Regions from separate parts of the Mus musculus genome. Here region 2 is linked to region 1. The links are chromatin contacts, called in public promoter capture Hi-C maps. All regions are on one chromosome and are shown on one strand. Each heading gives the region's core, a stretch centred on a gene start, on an enhancer-like site or on the middle of the called end of the contact. The rest is flanking DNA. Distances are from core to core; before and after follow the strand shown. Region 1 holds the start of Tmem52 (transmembrane protein 52). Region 2 holds the start of Fndc10 (fibronectin type III domain containing 10).

What was found. Promoter capture Hi-C pulls out the DNA fragments that hold promoters and counts their contacts.
Region 2: a promoter capture Hi-C map of liver shows a contact between it and region 1, with 7 times the contacts expected there. The contact joins the promoter of Fndc10 here to the promoter of Tmem52 in region 1. A contact is called at or near these places in 18 of 39 promoter capture datasets (the 3T3-L1 cell line, 3T3-L1-derived adipocytes, the C10 cell line and 12 more), 23 of 484 Hi-C or Micro-C datasets (the AML12 cell line, B cells, CD4 T cells and 18 more), 13 of 115 datasets of contacts at active chromatin or transcription factors (the HPC-7 cell line, T-cell acute lymphoblastic leukemia, bone marrow-derived dendritic cells and 8 more) and 5 of 9 other capture datasets (adipose tissue, embryonic stem cells, embryonic tail and 2 more).

What each region holds. Positions count from the first base shown.
Region 1 is chr4:155,465,219-155,473,136 of GRCm38.p6, reverse strand. It overlaps Tmem52 (transmembrane protein 52), which reads right to left and starts at 4,023. Exons shown (of 5, transcript NM_001253856.1): 1 at 3,927-4,023; 2 at 3,791-3,834; 3 at 3,634-3,675; 4 at 2,970-3,148; 5 at 2,279-2,866. The coding sequence starts at 3,992. The coding sequence ends at 2,607. Cfap74 (cilia and flagella associated protein 74) reads right to left here. Exons shown (of 39, transcript NM_001368738.1): 36 at 7,712-7,844; 37 at 7,296-7,426; 38 at 6,941-7,075; 39 at 6,314-6,833. The coding sequence ends at 6,732.
Region 2 is chr4:155,689,613-155,697,530 of GRCm38.p6, reverse strand. Fndc10 (fibronectin type III domain containing 10) reads right to left here and starts at 3,189. Exons shown (of 1, transcript NM_178699.4): 1 at 1,046-3,189. The coding sequence starts at 3,030. The coding sequence ends at 2,359.

The DNA of each region.
Region 1 (7,918 bases), core at 2,774-5,273:
TGGAGGCAACCTGCCAGTCTCACAGTGCTGGCTTGCCCCAGGTTCACCTGCCAGGCCACAGGCTGTGCCCATGTTTCTGCTCTAAACTGGGGACCTTCAGTCCCATCTGTGCATGGTAGCCAGGATCCTTAAGGCACTTGCTCAGACCTTCTACCTTTATAGAGTGTTTGCCAAGTCTTGGCTGTGGGATTGGCACTGAGTCTGTATGTGGGTCCAGCTAGACAAAAGCAAATGGGAAACTAGCCAGTTGGGCTGGGCCTTTTACAAGAAGTTTCCCAAATAAGTGATCACAGCCTTTAATGAGGGTCCCTGCAGCAGAACCTAGGTGCTTTTAATCTACTGGGCCATCTCCCCAGCCCTGGACTCAAAAAATTATCACATTTATATTTATTTGTTTATTATTTGTGTGTGTGTGTGTGTGTGTGTGTGTGTGTGTGGCAGTGTGTGTGTGTGTGTTCACGTCTGTGGGGACATAGAGTTGGATTATGAGATGGGAACAACAGTCCATGCAAGGATCTGGCATTGGCTGGTCCTTCTCTGTCCCTTTGCCACTGGCCCTTAGCACACTCATCTTCAGGGTGAGTGAATGCCCAAGCTGAGAAGGTTCAGGAAGTGGCCCTTTAGGGAAGGACTGAGCCTATCCTGAAAGAGGACTCGCAGGATTTTCTAACCCTAAAAGGATTTTGGAATCTGTATCCTGGAAACCCTAGGTAGTTGAGCCCAGTTAAGACATGGCTAGCCCGGCGGTCCAGCATGCTCTGCCCCAAGCAGCCTGGAGTCACCTCATTTTCTTCTTTGGTCATCTAGGGCACATGGTAAGGTAGTTTCAGTATCTGATGGAACCTCTGGAGAACCGGCCGGGTGGGTAGGGGAGGGGATTCGGGCAGAGCCTGCAGGCAGAGAATGCACCCAAGGTGTGAGGGCCATTTGGGAGCCTAAGGAGGGGCTTTGAAAGCCTAGGGAAGACTTTCCCTGGCAGCACTTCCCTCCTCCTGGTGTGGGAAAACCACCCCTTGCTGAAGGCTTTCATAGGGACCTGCTTCTGCAAGGGTGTGAAAGGATGGTTGAATGCTTTGGCCCTAGGGTTTGTTACATAGTTTTTTTGTTTTTTTTGTTTGTTTGTTTTTTGTTTTTTTGTTTGTTTTTTAGTCCCTGATGCTACCTCACAAGGCTGGCCTGTGCCCTGGCTCTTGTGTGCCCGACAGCCTTCATCTGGCCCTCACGACTGTGCCACCCTTCCCCTGAGGTATTCTTGCCTCTGTCAGGATTACATCCACTGTGAAGCTTGTTCTTAAACATCTTCTCTCCACTAGGGTCTCCTTTTTAACTGTATGCCCTGAAGGATAGCCAAGTAGAAGGTAGGTTACTTCCTACCCTCTCCTGGACAGGTGGGCAATGAGGAGCTCCTGGAGAAGCCAGGTATCCCTACAGACTGAATGCTTGGCAGCTGAGTAGATTAAGGGATACGGGCGTGTCTTTGAGATGTTCCATAAGGAGAGCCAGGGGAAGGTGAGGAGTGGGGACAGCGAATGAGCCTGCAAGGCATTGACTTCACCAAGAGCGACCTGGCCTATGCGGGATGTGGACGGGGCTGGCAGGGTGTGGGGTGTGGGTACAGTCCAGGTCTGTGGTCACCTGTGCACACGAGTGGGGAGAGATGCAGCTAGAGAAGGAAGGGTGGACCTGGGAGCCCTAACTTGATTCTTGGGACAGTAAGACTCTGCAGACAAAGGGTTCTTTAACTGTGATGGCTTCCTGGGGGATTTACTACGAGAAAACCCAGGATTAGGAGGGTAAACTGAGGGCAGCTCTGACAAGAACAGCAAGGGATAGACTGAGACATCTTCATGGAGGACCTTGGGCCTGGAGGTTGGTGGTGCCTCAATAAATGAGGAGTTCATAAAGGTACCGGAAGGTGGTGGCCGAGCGTGAAGCCTTGGCAGACGTGCACTGATGAATGTGTGTGAGACCCTCGGGAAAATGGAGGCTGACCCAAGGAGACTGACAGGGATGGGGATTGAGTGTGGGTTTCTCTCCGACCCAACCTGGAGGGAAGAGGTGGGCCTGGGTAAGGGAATGTGGGCACACTCTGAAGTTGAAGATCATTTTTCTCTGACCTCTGGCCCTTCCCACTGTCCAGATGTGGGCTCTAAACGCCAGCAGGAAGAGCAGATGGACACCCCCCACCCCAATCCTGTCTGTTTACCCTGGGGTGGCTACCCAAGGCCTGCTGGACACCCTTGGCGGGGGCACTAGAACCCTTTCCGCAAAGACCGAGAACATGTTTACGTAAACTTTATTTTCCCCTCAAAGGGCTGGCATGCCAGTGGGGTTTGAGCTCCCAAGATCCAGGCTCCTCCGGGATGAGGGCCTGCTGGGCCCCGGATGGATGGGAAGGGTGAAGAAGAGGGGCCAATACAGGGGCAGGCTGGCTGGCCAGGCATTGCATAGCAACGAGGCCGCGTCCGCAGCAATGTGCTGGATGGCTGGCCTTCCCAGGGGAAGGATGACACAGGTGGGGCTCCTTGGTCCTAAGTGCCAGGAATCCAGGCAATGGTTTAATGGCTCCAGAAGAGAGAACTCCCACCCTTTTCAAGCGGGCTTGACTAGGGCCGCTGGGCACTGGGGCCTGGCTCCTGGGGCCCTCCAGTGGTCTCTGGCTCCAAGGCCTCAGGCAGAGAGTTGGTTTTCTCAGAGGGAGCTGCCACTTCCTCCCTGGCTTTTATCATCTTCACAACTTCATCGTAGGAGGGTGGCAGCTCAGACGCATAGAGGCTGTAGGTGGGAGGGACCATGGAGTCAGGGTCTGGCTCTCCAAAGTACAGGGGCAGCCGCATGCCCAGTGGGTACTGCACGGAACTGTAGGCTGCAGGGAACAAGAGTGGGTTTATCAAGATGGCTTGGCATTCACCCCACGGTGTCCTCAGCCCCCAAGCCCCCATGCAGGCTAGTGGGTTCCAGACACTCACAGGTCACAGTGCTGTGTGCGGGGCTATCACTGTCCACTGGGATGACTGTCCCGTCACAGGGCTGCCACGCCGCTGGCGTGTGTGACTGGGTGTGCGTCTGCTTCCTGAGGCAGCAGAATCGTACACAGCTGGCTGTGACCCCACACAAAAGCATCAGGAGTATGGCGAGCAGGATGAGCCTGGTAAGGAAGAGCAAGGATCTACCGCGGGACTGGCCTCCTGTTACTGGGCACCTGCACTCGGGGGCCAGTCATGCCTAACTACCCAAAACAGGATAACCGGCAGGTGAAAAGAAAGTAAGAGAAGTCTTTCCATGCCAGACACTTCCTCAGCTGGATTCAGGCCCGAGGAGCCGCCTGCACTGGTCTCTTCCAGCTGGGGCCAGTCCTAGCTTGGCTCTCCAGTGCTGGCCAGGGATGGCCTTGGGTTCACTCCCAGGACACACTGTCCCCAGGCAACTGCACAGTCCTTGTGCCTTCTGCTGAGGATAATCGGGTCTGGTTTCCAAGGCTGCCTAGGGCTCAAGGGCTCTTCAGACAGCGTCGAGGGAGTTGGGGGCAGCAGATGCAGCAGGTGAGGCAGAAGGGATTGTGGAGGTCCTAGCCATGGTCTAACTTCAGAGGAACTGTTGGACCAGAGGGTTGGCATGGTGGATTCCACTTACCCCACATGCCATAGGCTGCTCCAGCGGGCCTGGGGCGGGCACCTGCGGGGACAGCGGCACCTGAAGCAGGTGAGGTATCTGCTAGCTCACTCCACCGCTCCAGCCTTTCCCAGCACGGTCCAAGTTCTGCCTCTCCCCTTGGCCCCCAGCTACTTACTGATCCGAGGGGTCACAGTTGCGGTCCGCGGAACCCAGCGTCACCTGTAGGGACAAGGGTGAGCCTGAGCAGGGCGGGACCGAACTCAGGGCCGCCCCTCTTGCCTTAAACCCGCTGCGAATGAGGCCCAACCCACCTGGGACAGAGGCAGGAGAGGCAGCAGCAGCAGGATCCCCTGTGTGGCTGACGGCCCCGGGGCCATGTTCCTTAGACAGAGCGAAACTCAGTCCAACACCGGCTCAGCTTTATGAGGCCCCGCCCCTGGGCCTTGTCAGCTGAAGGTCCAGGGTCACGCCCACCTTGGTATGCGTCCCTCCTTGCTCTCCGTTTTTTGTTGCTCTTTTTTTTTCTAGTAGAAGTTTGAGAGCACTTGCACGCGCGCTCACACACACACACACACACACACACACACACACACACACCTTTCCCTCTGTGTCATCAAGGATCAAGATCTTTCAGTGGGAGCCCTAAGAGGGAATAGAGCAGTATTCTCTCTGGGCATGGGACATGGGTCTGTCCGTCATATATCTGACTGATGCCTCAGCCAGCCACCTGTATCTCCTATTTTCCCCATCCCCATCCCCAAACCAGGTCTCCTGAAACTTGTGGTCAGGACTGCACTGGGTTGTGGCCTCTCGGGAAAAGTAGAATCCACCCTCACACTTCACAATTGGCTAGGTTAAAAAGGGGTGGGGATCTACACCATTAATATGCTGGGCCTTCCATTTATTTATTTATTTATTACATGTAAGTACACTGTAGCTGCCTTCTGACACTCCAGGAGAGGGAGGGCATCAGATATCATTATGATGGTTGTGAGCCACAGTGTGGTTGCAGGGATTTGAACTCAGGACCTCTGGAAGAACAGTCAGTGCTCTTACCCACTGAGCCATCTCTCCAGCCCGTGCTGGGCCTTCTAGGTCATCATTCAAGGACCTTTGCTATGGATCCTCTGTAGGGATACCTCCGGGGAATGGCCCATTTGGCCCCTGGCTCTGGACTACTAAACCACTGCAGACAGACCACTTTCCAAAAAAAAACATTTGGCTTTAAAGATCGCATTCGTTGACCACTCCTTGCTCAACCTGGAATGCCTGCTTCTTCTCCGGAAGTGGCTGCTGCTTCTCGGGGGAATCTCCTTAATAGTCCTCCCTCCAGGCTAAGAGCTGGGCCGGCTGCTCTGCCCCCCACTACTAGGGGCTATTAGAACACTAGTGATCAAATTGCAGCAGGTGGTCAGCACAACCAGGCTGGCTAAGGGAGGATAGGAGGTGTACCAGCCCTCTGTCCTGCCTTCATTTCTTCACTGTGCACATACCTGCATGTATCTTTGGCTTTTCCCTCAGTGGGTAGGAGTTCTACAGCTGTCCTATGCACTTGAGACCTGTGCCTTGCCTCTCAAAGACCCTCTCTGCCAGGTCAATGAGCTTAGTTCCCATGCTGTTTCTGTCCTTTGCTGTGTCGTGGCTGTGCTTGGTACCGTAGGGCCAGCAATAGGAAGAGTAGATGTCAAAAGTGCAGTGCGAGGCTGGGACCCAAGTCTGGAGTCCAGAAAAGGGAAGGATCTGCTCTTGCAGAGGACCTGGGTTATATTGGTCTGGGATCAGAAGGAAGTGGCCTGCCTAGGGTAGTGCCTTCTCTAGATTTGTCCACTCATCTGGTCTGGAATCATGTCAAGGGTTTGAGAAGTGGTCAGCTACCGTCAGGGAAGCCAAAGGCCTGGGCCTGCTACCTACAAGGTCGATGAGCAGGATTCCTGCAAAATGGCTGGCTCAGTTAAGGGCCATGACAGGGTATAAGGCATCAGGGGCACTAAGGGCTTTCATGAGTACAGTGACCCAGATAGATGTCATCACCCCCATTGCCCTGCCGGGCCCAGGAGGGCTGGGAAGGCTCTCTCAGTAGCTTGTCCCCACTGGGTGGCAAAGTTCGTATGCTGCACAGGCAGGCAAGGCAGGCAGGCAGGCAGGCAGGCTGGATGTGCTCCGAGAGAAAGCTTTCAACAAGCTGTACTTCAGAGGGAAGAGCTCGTGCGGTGATGGAATGGGGTGCAGAAAGCAAAATCCATCCTTTTCGGAGAACTCTGAGCTCAGACTCACGGGCCGGGCCCCGCTTTACACCGGGCTCACACCTTGCTTGGGAGCATCTGGGTTCCCGAGACTTGGGAGGAGTTGAGAGGCTTAAGGGACCTTTCTGGACTTTGGAACCTCTTGTCCCCCTCTTACTCGCCCCTGTACCTTTCCAGGTCTAAACCAGGCTCAACCCTGGCTCTGCAACCCCCAGCTTCCTACGCTGCCTACTGTTACCCTCAGTGATACGGATCTAGAGGGGTCTTCCAGGGTTTGGGGCAGGGTGAACTCCCTATAGTTATCTGGCACGATCCCACCCTCTGGGAGGCTTGTACTGGCCAGAACACTGTTTTATGGGTTGGGTTATGTGAGGGGGGTGGGTATGGGTCAGACTTCTTTCAGGGTCCCCATCCACCTCATTCGGTGCTTAGGCCCCACACTGCAGGCCCACATGTTGGTTCTCAGAGTTTATTGATAGGCCTATGTTGAGATCTCCTGGGATCTCCGAAGTCTGGGGAGGTGCTGGTGGGTTTGGGATCTGTGGGTGGGAGTGGTGCATCTAGGAGCAGGCTGTGTGTGTGTGTTGAGTTGGATGGATTAGTATTTCTTGGTGTGTGTGTGTGTGTGTGTGTGTGTGTGTGTGTGTGTATGTGTGTGTGCGTGCGTGTGGTCTTAGACTGCTCACAGGGCAGAAGGAATTAGCTATGTCTGTAGGGCTGGAAGCTCTGGCTCTGGGACTGTTCACTTGAACCTTTCCAGCAGGGGATGGCCAGGGCCCAGGCCTAGGGGAATGGGTTGCCTTGGCCCACAGCTTGGGAAGGGGTTCAAGAGTGGATAGGAGAGTTCAGGAGGCTCTGCAGTTTCCTGTGTCCTCAAAGCCCAGTGACCACGTGGGCTACAAAGGTGACTTTGTAGGTTTCCTTTACGTCTCCCCGGAGCTGCAGCAGGGTTGACACCATGAGTGGGTGGTCTGGCTGGAAGAAGAAGAATCCTTAGACTTTCCAGACAAATCTGTTCTACTTCAGCTCACAGGTCTGTCATAGCTACCCCTCCCTGCCCGGCCTGGGGTCCCAACACCTACATCAAAGTCAGCAGGTGGTACCCAGGAGATGTTGATGGTCTTAGTCTGGCCACGCTCCACAGAACCCCTGGAGGGCTCAATGGAGAAGCCCTTGTGCTGAAGCCATGATACACCATCCAGGCTGAACTCCACAGTCTGTGAGGCATTGATACTACTGGAGGTTAGAGGGTCAGGGACTCCCAGGAGTAGTAGGACTAAAGGGGTGAGGGGGCCCCGGCTTTACCTATCCCCGAACTCTCACCAGGGGTGGGGAAGTCGCCACCCCACATCTGCTGCAAAAATCCTATATGAGGCCAGTGAGGTACAAGGCCAGGGGAGGCTTCTGGGGTTTAACTCGAGCTAGAGTTGTGCTCACCCTCCTTGGTGATGGCTGTGTGGTCCGGATACAGCCCACTTGTAGCTCTCGGGTGGCAGGGGAGGTTGTTGTGTCTGTGTCCAGCTGGACATAGTTCAAGGTCACCAGGATGGGCTTTAGCTCCTCAGCTTCTGGAGAGGGAGAATCTAGCTGAAAAGTGTCTAGAGGAAGGGTATGGCCTGAGGGTGAGAGGAATTGTTCAGGGTGGCACCACAGAGGTGGAGGGTGAACCTGGAGCCCTGGCACCCTTCAGAGCAGTCCTCTTGGCTCTGGGGTTGATGGTCCGCAATTCTATCTGCCCTTGTCCACTGGGCCTCATTATGCCCACTAGCTGGCGGGCCTTGTCACTAATCTCTAAGGTAAGTTACCCCTGCCCCCCTTTTCTCCGAGCCAGAAATCACACGGTGGGGGCTCACCTTCTTTATGCTCTGTGTCAAAAGCAGTGACTACTGCCAGGGACTCCACAGGCACATCCAGTGGGTCTCCTCCCTCCACAAACATCATGTGCTCTCGGGCAGCACCCTTCAAGAGGATCTGGTGGGAGACTTTCTGGGGGACAAGAAGTATAGCAGCCTGCCCTGAAGCTTGACAATTGAGAACTGAGGCTGCTTGAGGCATGGGTG
Region 2 (7,918 bases), core at 1,940-4,439, 230 kb before region 1:
GGCCTTTAACTCGATGCGTAGCTAAGAATGACTCTGAACTTCTGATCCCCAGCCTCCGTGTCCTGAGTGCTGGTGCTGCAGGTACCTACCACGCTGCCCAGTTTATATGGTGCTGGACACTTGCAAGGAAAGCATTCTAACAGCTGAACCACAGTTGAATCACATTGAGGGCCTAGGGCAGTCTAGAGCTTTGGCACCAGAAGAGCCCACACGGTTCTAGCTCTAGAATCAGACTGTGCCGAGGGAGCTAGGGTACTTTAGACAGGGAACTTCCAGCGTGCCAGCTGCTGCCCATGCAGGTTGAAGACATCAGAACACACCTCATAAACAGCCTAGATCCCCAAAGAACAGCAGTGGGAGAAAAGCTGGACTGCAAACCTCTTCCACTTCTGCTCTAGCTGTCTAGACAACCTACTATGTCCTCCACCCCTCAGACAAGTCCGGGCACGTCACTACACCCCCAACCTCCCTCCCACCCCCTCTCGATGAGTCACTCATCAGACCTGGCTCATCCCTGTCTTGTACTTTTGCCGTGTTCAGGGTTACAGGAACATAAGCGTCCCAAGGACATTCTAGGCATGGAGAGTGAGTGGCTCACACAGTAGCCTAGGTTCATTTTCTCTGCCTAGTCCTACCCCCAACTTTAACACTGCAGAGGGAAGCCACACTGGGGAGAGGACCCCCTCTTAAAGCTGCCTAACTGTTGCTTGTCACAGCTCAAATGGGTCATTACTGTGTGTCGAGGCTATTTCTAACCACTGCTAGTTCCACCTCCCCAACCCCCGCACAACACAGCTGGTCTAGAAAGAAAGATACTATCTCAAGGTGGACAAGCAAGTTATGGACGCCCTGACTGTCCTCCTGCCTGAACTGTAAGTCAGCATTCCAGTGAATACTGTCTGGGGCTGATCTTCCATCCCAGTGGAAAGCTTTAAGGCCAGCCACTGGACTAATGCCCGAGGCCCTTGGGGGAACTGAATCCACCTTCCCGTCCCTCACCCATAGCCTCCCCTCCAGCATTCCAAATAAACACACAAGACAGTGGTTTTGGTCTGAGAGTGATGGACATTTAGATGTTGGCAACTGACCAGTGCCTCACAGGGAACGGGCAGAGCAAAGACAGAGAGGTAGGACACGGGTGCTGCCAGCCAGGGCTCAGGTCATCACGGTCGCTGGGGTGAGAATGGGAGGAAAAATCGCCAAGGTTAAGTTCAGTGGTCAGAGCCCAGGCTCAGAGACACAGGGGCAATGCCTTATTCTTCCCAATATCACAAGGTGGCTGAGTGACCTCAACCAGGTGCCTGTGTGTGTATCAGGAGGTAGGCAAGACCAGCCTCTGGCCATGCAGAAGGAGGGGCACTATCACTGGGGTCAGAGCTCAGGTGTGAGAAGACCTGGGCTCGTAAAGTAGCACTGTGGCCACTGAGGTTTCTAGGCTTGGGACCCAGAGCACAGTTAAAGGTTTGGCGGGGCAAGGCTGGCAGCTTTCCTTCAGCCCCTCAGGGTCCCTCAGCGTCCCGTCTTCCCAACCCCCACCCCACCCTGGAAAAAAATCCTAATCAAGGCAGTACAAGCAAGAGGAAAGGGTGAATCCCCAGCCTCCTGAGGTGGAGGACACTCACCCCTGGGTGCAGCAGCTGGACACTGGGCCCAGCCTGCTGAGCTACATCATGGCTCTTGGCTTCTCGGACACCCACAAAGGAAGACAAAACAGGGCCTGTGAACCCTTGCCCCAGGCTCCTGGAAGTCTCAAAGATGGTGTGTCCTCAATGGGACTCTGACCTGAAGCATGCATAAGCCAGACAGCCACAGGGCCACAGTCCCCATGGACAGCTGAGGGATGATGGGTGGCTCCTGCAGTGGGTCAGAGATACTAAGGCACAAAGCTAACCTAAGCCCACTGGGGTAAGGTGGGGTGGGTACAGGCTCCAGAGGTCACTCCTCCCAATCTGCAAAGTACAAAGTGACCAAGCAACAATCACGGCCAAGCTTTGACAACCTGGCACAGGATGAAAGTTCAGGTTCATGATCCTGGGTGCCAGTGGTTTTTGCCAGAAGGGAATGTATATTCTGGCCGGCTCTATAAAGGCCTCTGGAGATGGAGAAGACCCCTGGCTGCCATTGACACTCTAGCCCAGGCCTATGGGCCAGTCTGAGGCCTGAGTCTGGAAGGCAGATACCCATCTGGGGCTGGCAAGGTCGTGGGATGATGCCAAGGTCCCTGCATGGGCTAGTTTCCATTAGGCCCTCCATGGGGATCCTAAAGAGGGAGAGGGAATGAGAGAAAAGCAGAGAGAGGGCCTTAGGGTCTCAGCGCACTTGGCAGATGGAACCCAGGTGGGCGGGTCGCCTTGCGCTTCAGGGCTGCCTGCGCAGACTGGGTCGCCGGAAGGTCGGGTGCATGAGGTTCTCGGTGATGTAGGCCACCAGCAGGCAGATGACCACCAGCATGACACAGATGGAGCCGCCTACCGCCGTCATGGCCACCACGATCTCCTGCATAGCTGCCGGTTCGGCGGTGAACTCCACGCACTCGGCCAGCTCTGGCGGGACGACGGCGACCTCGGCGCGCAGCGGCAGCTGCTGCAGGCACAAGCGGTAGCGCACGCTGTCGTGCACGTCCGGTAGCAGGTAGTCGCGGCAAGAGGCACCCAAAAGCACGCGATCGCAAGGGAAGCGCGTATAGGTGCCACGCCACGAGCAGTTTAGCGCGAAGACGCGCACGCGGCGCGCCTCTGCAGGAGCCAGGCGCCACTGCAGCAGCACGCTGCGATTGCGCAGGACGTGGGCGCGCAGCGAGCCACCCGCCGAGGCCAACGTTTCGCAGCCCGGCGTCTGGCAGCGGAAACCCCGAACGGGGCTGCGAAAGCACAGGCGCCCACCGCCCGTCTCTGGGCCCTCGGACAGCACCTTGTAGGGGCACCAGGGCGCGTCGGGGGCCGGCTCCCAGCCCGGCGGCGTCGGGTCCACAGCGGCGCCTGACGGTGGCGCGCATGCAGCCAGCAGCAGCAGCAGCGGCGGAGCGCGCATCCTGCGGCTAGGCCGGCGCGGCGGGGCGCGGGCTCGCGAGCGCACGGGGCGCGGCGGAGGGTCACGCGGGCCGCGCCGCCGCAGCCGCTGCCGCGCTCCCCCCACGCAGCGCCCTCCGCCGCCACCCGCTCCGACCCGCTTCACGCCCAGGCCCGGTGCGCGCTCGGACCCAGCGGCAAAGGCGGGGCTGCCCCACGTCCCGCCCCCTTAACCCTCTCTGGGCCGCGTCCCACGGGCATGAGAAAGTCTACCTAGCACAGGCGGGTGTTGAACGGTGGTCCTGGGACAGGCCCTTGCCACAATTGATGAGAACTCCGGACGGTCCCTCTATCCGGTGCTGGCCCCTCGTGGCCACCGAGAGCGTCCTGCCCGCTCTGACCAAGAGGATGGACAAAGGGACTGAAATGTAACTTCACTCTGAGATCCTGGATCTTTGGAGTAGATGGCATCCACTAGGGAGGAAAATCTGAGGCCAAGGTTTTGACTTGGTGAAAATTGATTATTCTGCACTCCTGAAGAGATGTTGCAGGCAGATCTCCTCTATCTCATTGTTCCTTCTCGTCATTGGCTCTTGAAGAGGCTCAGGACCAGACAATGAAAACGACCCCACAAAAAGCCACCCCGAGTCAGGCCGATAGAATCCAAGCTACTTAAGAACTAGCCCACCCGGGCAGGAGAGATGGCCCAGTGGTTAAGAGCACTGGCTGCTCTTCCTGAAGTTGTGGATTAAATTCCCAGCAACCACATGGTGGCTCACAACCATCTATAATGGGATCTGATGGCACACAGGTGCACACACTTATATATATGTATAGAGAGAGCACTTATATACGTAAAATAAATACATCTCTAAAGAAGTGGGAAAAGAGAATAGCCTACCTGGGCTACCAAATGAGTTTGGGGTCAACCTGGGCAATTTAGTGAGACCCTCAAAATGAAAACAAAAAAATAAAATAAAATCAAACCAAGCCAGTTATGGTGCCCTAAATCAGCAAGATCAAAGGTCTCCTTGACTACTTGAGACTAGTCTCAAAAAACACAAAACAACCAAGCAAGGAGACACAGGGGGACGGGCAGAACCACTGAATTCTCACCCCTGCACGGTCACCAAACAGAGTCAGGGCCAAAGGACACCTGAAGAGACTGCCCTGCCTGCCCTGCCTGCGCTAAGTAGGGGGTGCAGCCAGAACCAGCTAGTGCCTAAAAGCTCTGCTGCTAAGGATCAACGGTGCACTGAAAAGGGAGGCGAGTGTGGTCTCACCCTACTGTACGTACTGTCCTTTGAGGTGACCTTAGCCAGGAAAGGAAACGGAGGGTGTGCGGGCTGCAGTGTTCTCTAGGTCCTACCTCCTGTGTCTGTAGACTATGGTGTTTCCACACACCTACAGCCCTTATCCTAGTCATCCTGAAAACCCCAAGCGGTAACTGAGCCTGAGTTCAGTATCAGAAGCCTCTATGCAGCCATTGTGCACCTCATGACTAACTTGGAAGGATCCAATCACGACACCAAGCCTCTCCAATTTGTAGAGTCTAATAAGATCTCCGTCCTCAGTGGAGGGCAGGGGTTTCAAGAGATATACTTCCTGCCCCCACCCTATTCCTACCTTTCCCTTAAACTGGGCAGAGTGCAGACTCATCATTGTAAATGTGCCCAGAAATTCCTGTAGGTCATGTCCAGAATTATCCAGACCTTCTTTCAGTTGGCTTGCAGGTATTAGTTGGAAATATTGGTACGGAAAATGGGCAAGACAACATAATGTGGTATCTTTGGATGGAAGACAGCTAGATGCTCAATCTTACTACTAGGAGGTGTGGCCTTGTTGGAGTGGGTGTGGCCTTGTTGGAGTGGGTGTGGCCTTGTTGGAGTGGGTGTGGCCTTGCTGAAGGAAGTGTGCCACTAGAGGTGGGCTCTAAAGTTTCAAAAGCCCAAGCCAGTCCCAGTGTTCTCTCTAAGCCTGATCTAGATGTGGTACTCTCAATTGTCTCTCCAGCACCACATCGGCCTGTGTTGCCACCATGCGTCCCACCAAGATGATAATGGACTGAACTTCTGGATCTGTAAGCAAGCCCCAATTAAATGCTTTCTTTTATAAAGGTTGCTGCAGTCATGGTGTCTATTCACAGGGACCCTGTTGAACAGTGATCTGAGTTGAAAACACACTAGCCATAGCCCTGCCCTAGGTCTGACTTCACCCATGCTTCAAATTTGTCCTAGGGCAAGGGGCTTTCCAGTGGGGCTGGGGGTGGGGCTCACAAATTCTGGCCTTTTCCTGGTCAGGGTGGCACTTGATCAGCTTCCTTTCATGTAAGAGAAAGCTTTCTAGAGGTCCTGAGTTCAATTTCCAGCAACCACATAGTGGCTCACAACCATCTTTAATGGGATTCGATGCCCTCTTCTGGTATGTCTGAAGACAGCGACAGTGTACTCATATGCATAAAATAAATAAATCTTTAAAAAAAATTAATTGAAAAAAGAAAAAAAAACCCAGAGACTCCACCAAAAAGCTATTAGAACATGTAACATATTGAGGGAAAAGCTGCTTTCTCTCCACTGGGTTGAGGCTGGCCATGGGGAAAAAGGATTTTATTATATCCTGTCTGGATAATTCTATCTATGGTATATTTCCAGCTAGAAACAAAGAGAGGGGAAAGGCTATTGCTGTGTAAAGGTCTGCCAAGCCACAGCAGGTTCAGAGGAAACTCACAACAGGAGGCCCTAAATCCTACCCAATATTTTTTGTTTGTTTGTTTGTTTGTTTGTTTGTTTTTTGAGACAGGGTTTCTCTGTATAGCCCTGGCTGTCCTGGAACTCACTTTGTAGACCAGGCTGGCCTCGAACTCAGAAATCTGCCTGCCTCTGCCTCCCGAGTGCTGGGATCAAAGGCGTGTGCCACAACGCCCGGCTCCTACCCAATATTTTTAAGCCTATTGAACAAAGAAAGGAGAGAAATGCTGTCCCCAGAGACCACACGGAGCCCACCACCACCTCATTCCATACTGATCCACTCCTATTTCTGTAGCTTGACCCCCAAGCCCCAACTGAAGTAGAATAGTCCCTAGTCCTTTGACAGCACAGTCTTAGGGCTTGGCTGTATTGAAGCACTGCAGCCCCAACTATTCTGCACTGGAACCTGCAAGAATCGTGGGAACTTGGTCCCTACTAGGAGTCATGTTCATACTTCTACCCAAGACTTCCTTGCTACATCTTTCCATGTCCCTGCCCACAAAACTACCAATCAGCACAGACACCACTCCACAAAGAGCACCGTCGGGGAGCAGATTGGAACAGGTGGCTTCACTTTGGGCTAGAGCCAGTCTCCTGGGTAGTCCTGCTGGAAACTGGAAGGAAGGGAGCCTGTCACAGGCAGGGTGCCCAGAAAGTATGTCATGGTTAGGTAGCCAGATGGAGGAGTATTAGCACAGAATTCATAGCTGAGGCCAAAACACAAGGTCCTTCCAGGTATTGAGGCTGTTGTGGAGTTTTAGAGTAGGGGCTGCCTACCAGGGCCATTTCAATTTCTAGTAGCAGTGACTCCATCTCTCTTGGGAGAGCCTCTTTCTCCGGTCAGGAGTAGTGTGGGTGGAATGACCTTTCCCTGCTCAGGCAAGTGAGTCAGCCCGAGCCTGCACATTCAGACTTATGGAAGCTCATGGAAGGAGTTCGTTGCCTCAATATCAGCTGCTGTGGCTCTAGAGGTACCTGAACAGGTAGCTGGTTAAAAAGGAAACCAAACCCAGCAAATGCCAGAGATCTGACGTGTGTGCCTCCTCCAACACAGCCAATGCCAGAGATCTGGCGTGTGTGCCTCGTCCACGTGCCCAGATCTAACCTCAGACGAAGCGAGCCCATGTGCTGGAGTTCACAGCCCAGAGAGATAGCTAGCAAAGCTATATATATATTTTTTAAGCAGGCTATGAAGCATGGGGACTTGACTGAGGATTTTCATGGTGTTCTTAGTTTCAGATCCTGCAGAAGAAGCTGGTCCATTCTAGCTTACATTGGGCTCTAGTTATGAAGTGTGGGCACAGATTTAGCCCTGGCACTAGGTTTGGGGTAAGAGGCAACGAAAGGGTGAGCCACAAAGAGACAATAAGGGAGAACAAGGCCACATCTACTGCTGCCATCAAAGCTGAGGAAGCTACATCATTGTTCACCATGTCGCCTATTATCAGTGGGGACTTGAACATGGCTTGAAAAAGGAGAAAGATGGCAGCTCTGTTTAGCACTTACAGCCTGCTGGTCCTTGTATCCAAACACCATCTTTGATGAAACCTGTGCACACATACCAGCATGCTAATACTTTCAGTAAAAATTCTCTTCAAATCCATTGCCTTTTGACTACATAATGTTTGTTAAAGTTTTTTTTAAATTAAATTTTCTTAATTTTATATGTTGTGTGTCTGTCTACACATACATGCCACAGTGCTTGTGTGGAAGTCAGAGGACATCTTTTTTTTTTTTTGGTTTTTCAAGACAGGGTTTCTCTGTATAGCCCTGGCTGTTCTGGAACTCACTTTGTAGACCAGGCTGGCCTCGAACTCAGAAACCCGCCTGCCTCTGCCTCCTGAGTGCTGGGATTAAAGGCATATGCCACCACTGCCCGGCTTGTCAGAGGACATGTTGGGTTTATCCTTCCACATGTTACTTTTAGGGATTGAACCCAGGTTCTCTTATACTGTATATTTATTATATTGTATATTTAAATTATGTTTAAATTATAAATTTAAATTACATGTTTAAAATTTTATATACATACATGCATGCATATATGCATACAGACACACACACACATATTAATGAAGGGCTCTAACAGGCTAGAAAATGGCAAACAGAGGGCCAAAAGGTTTTTCCCATTCCTCCCTTTCCTTCTCCTTTGCTACAAACCAT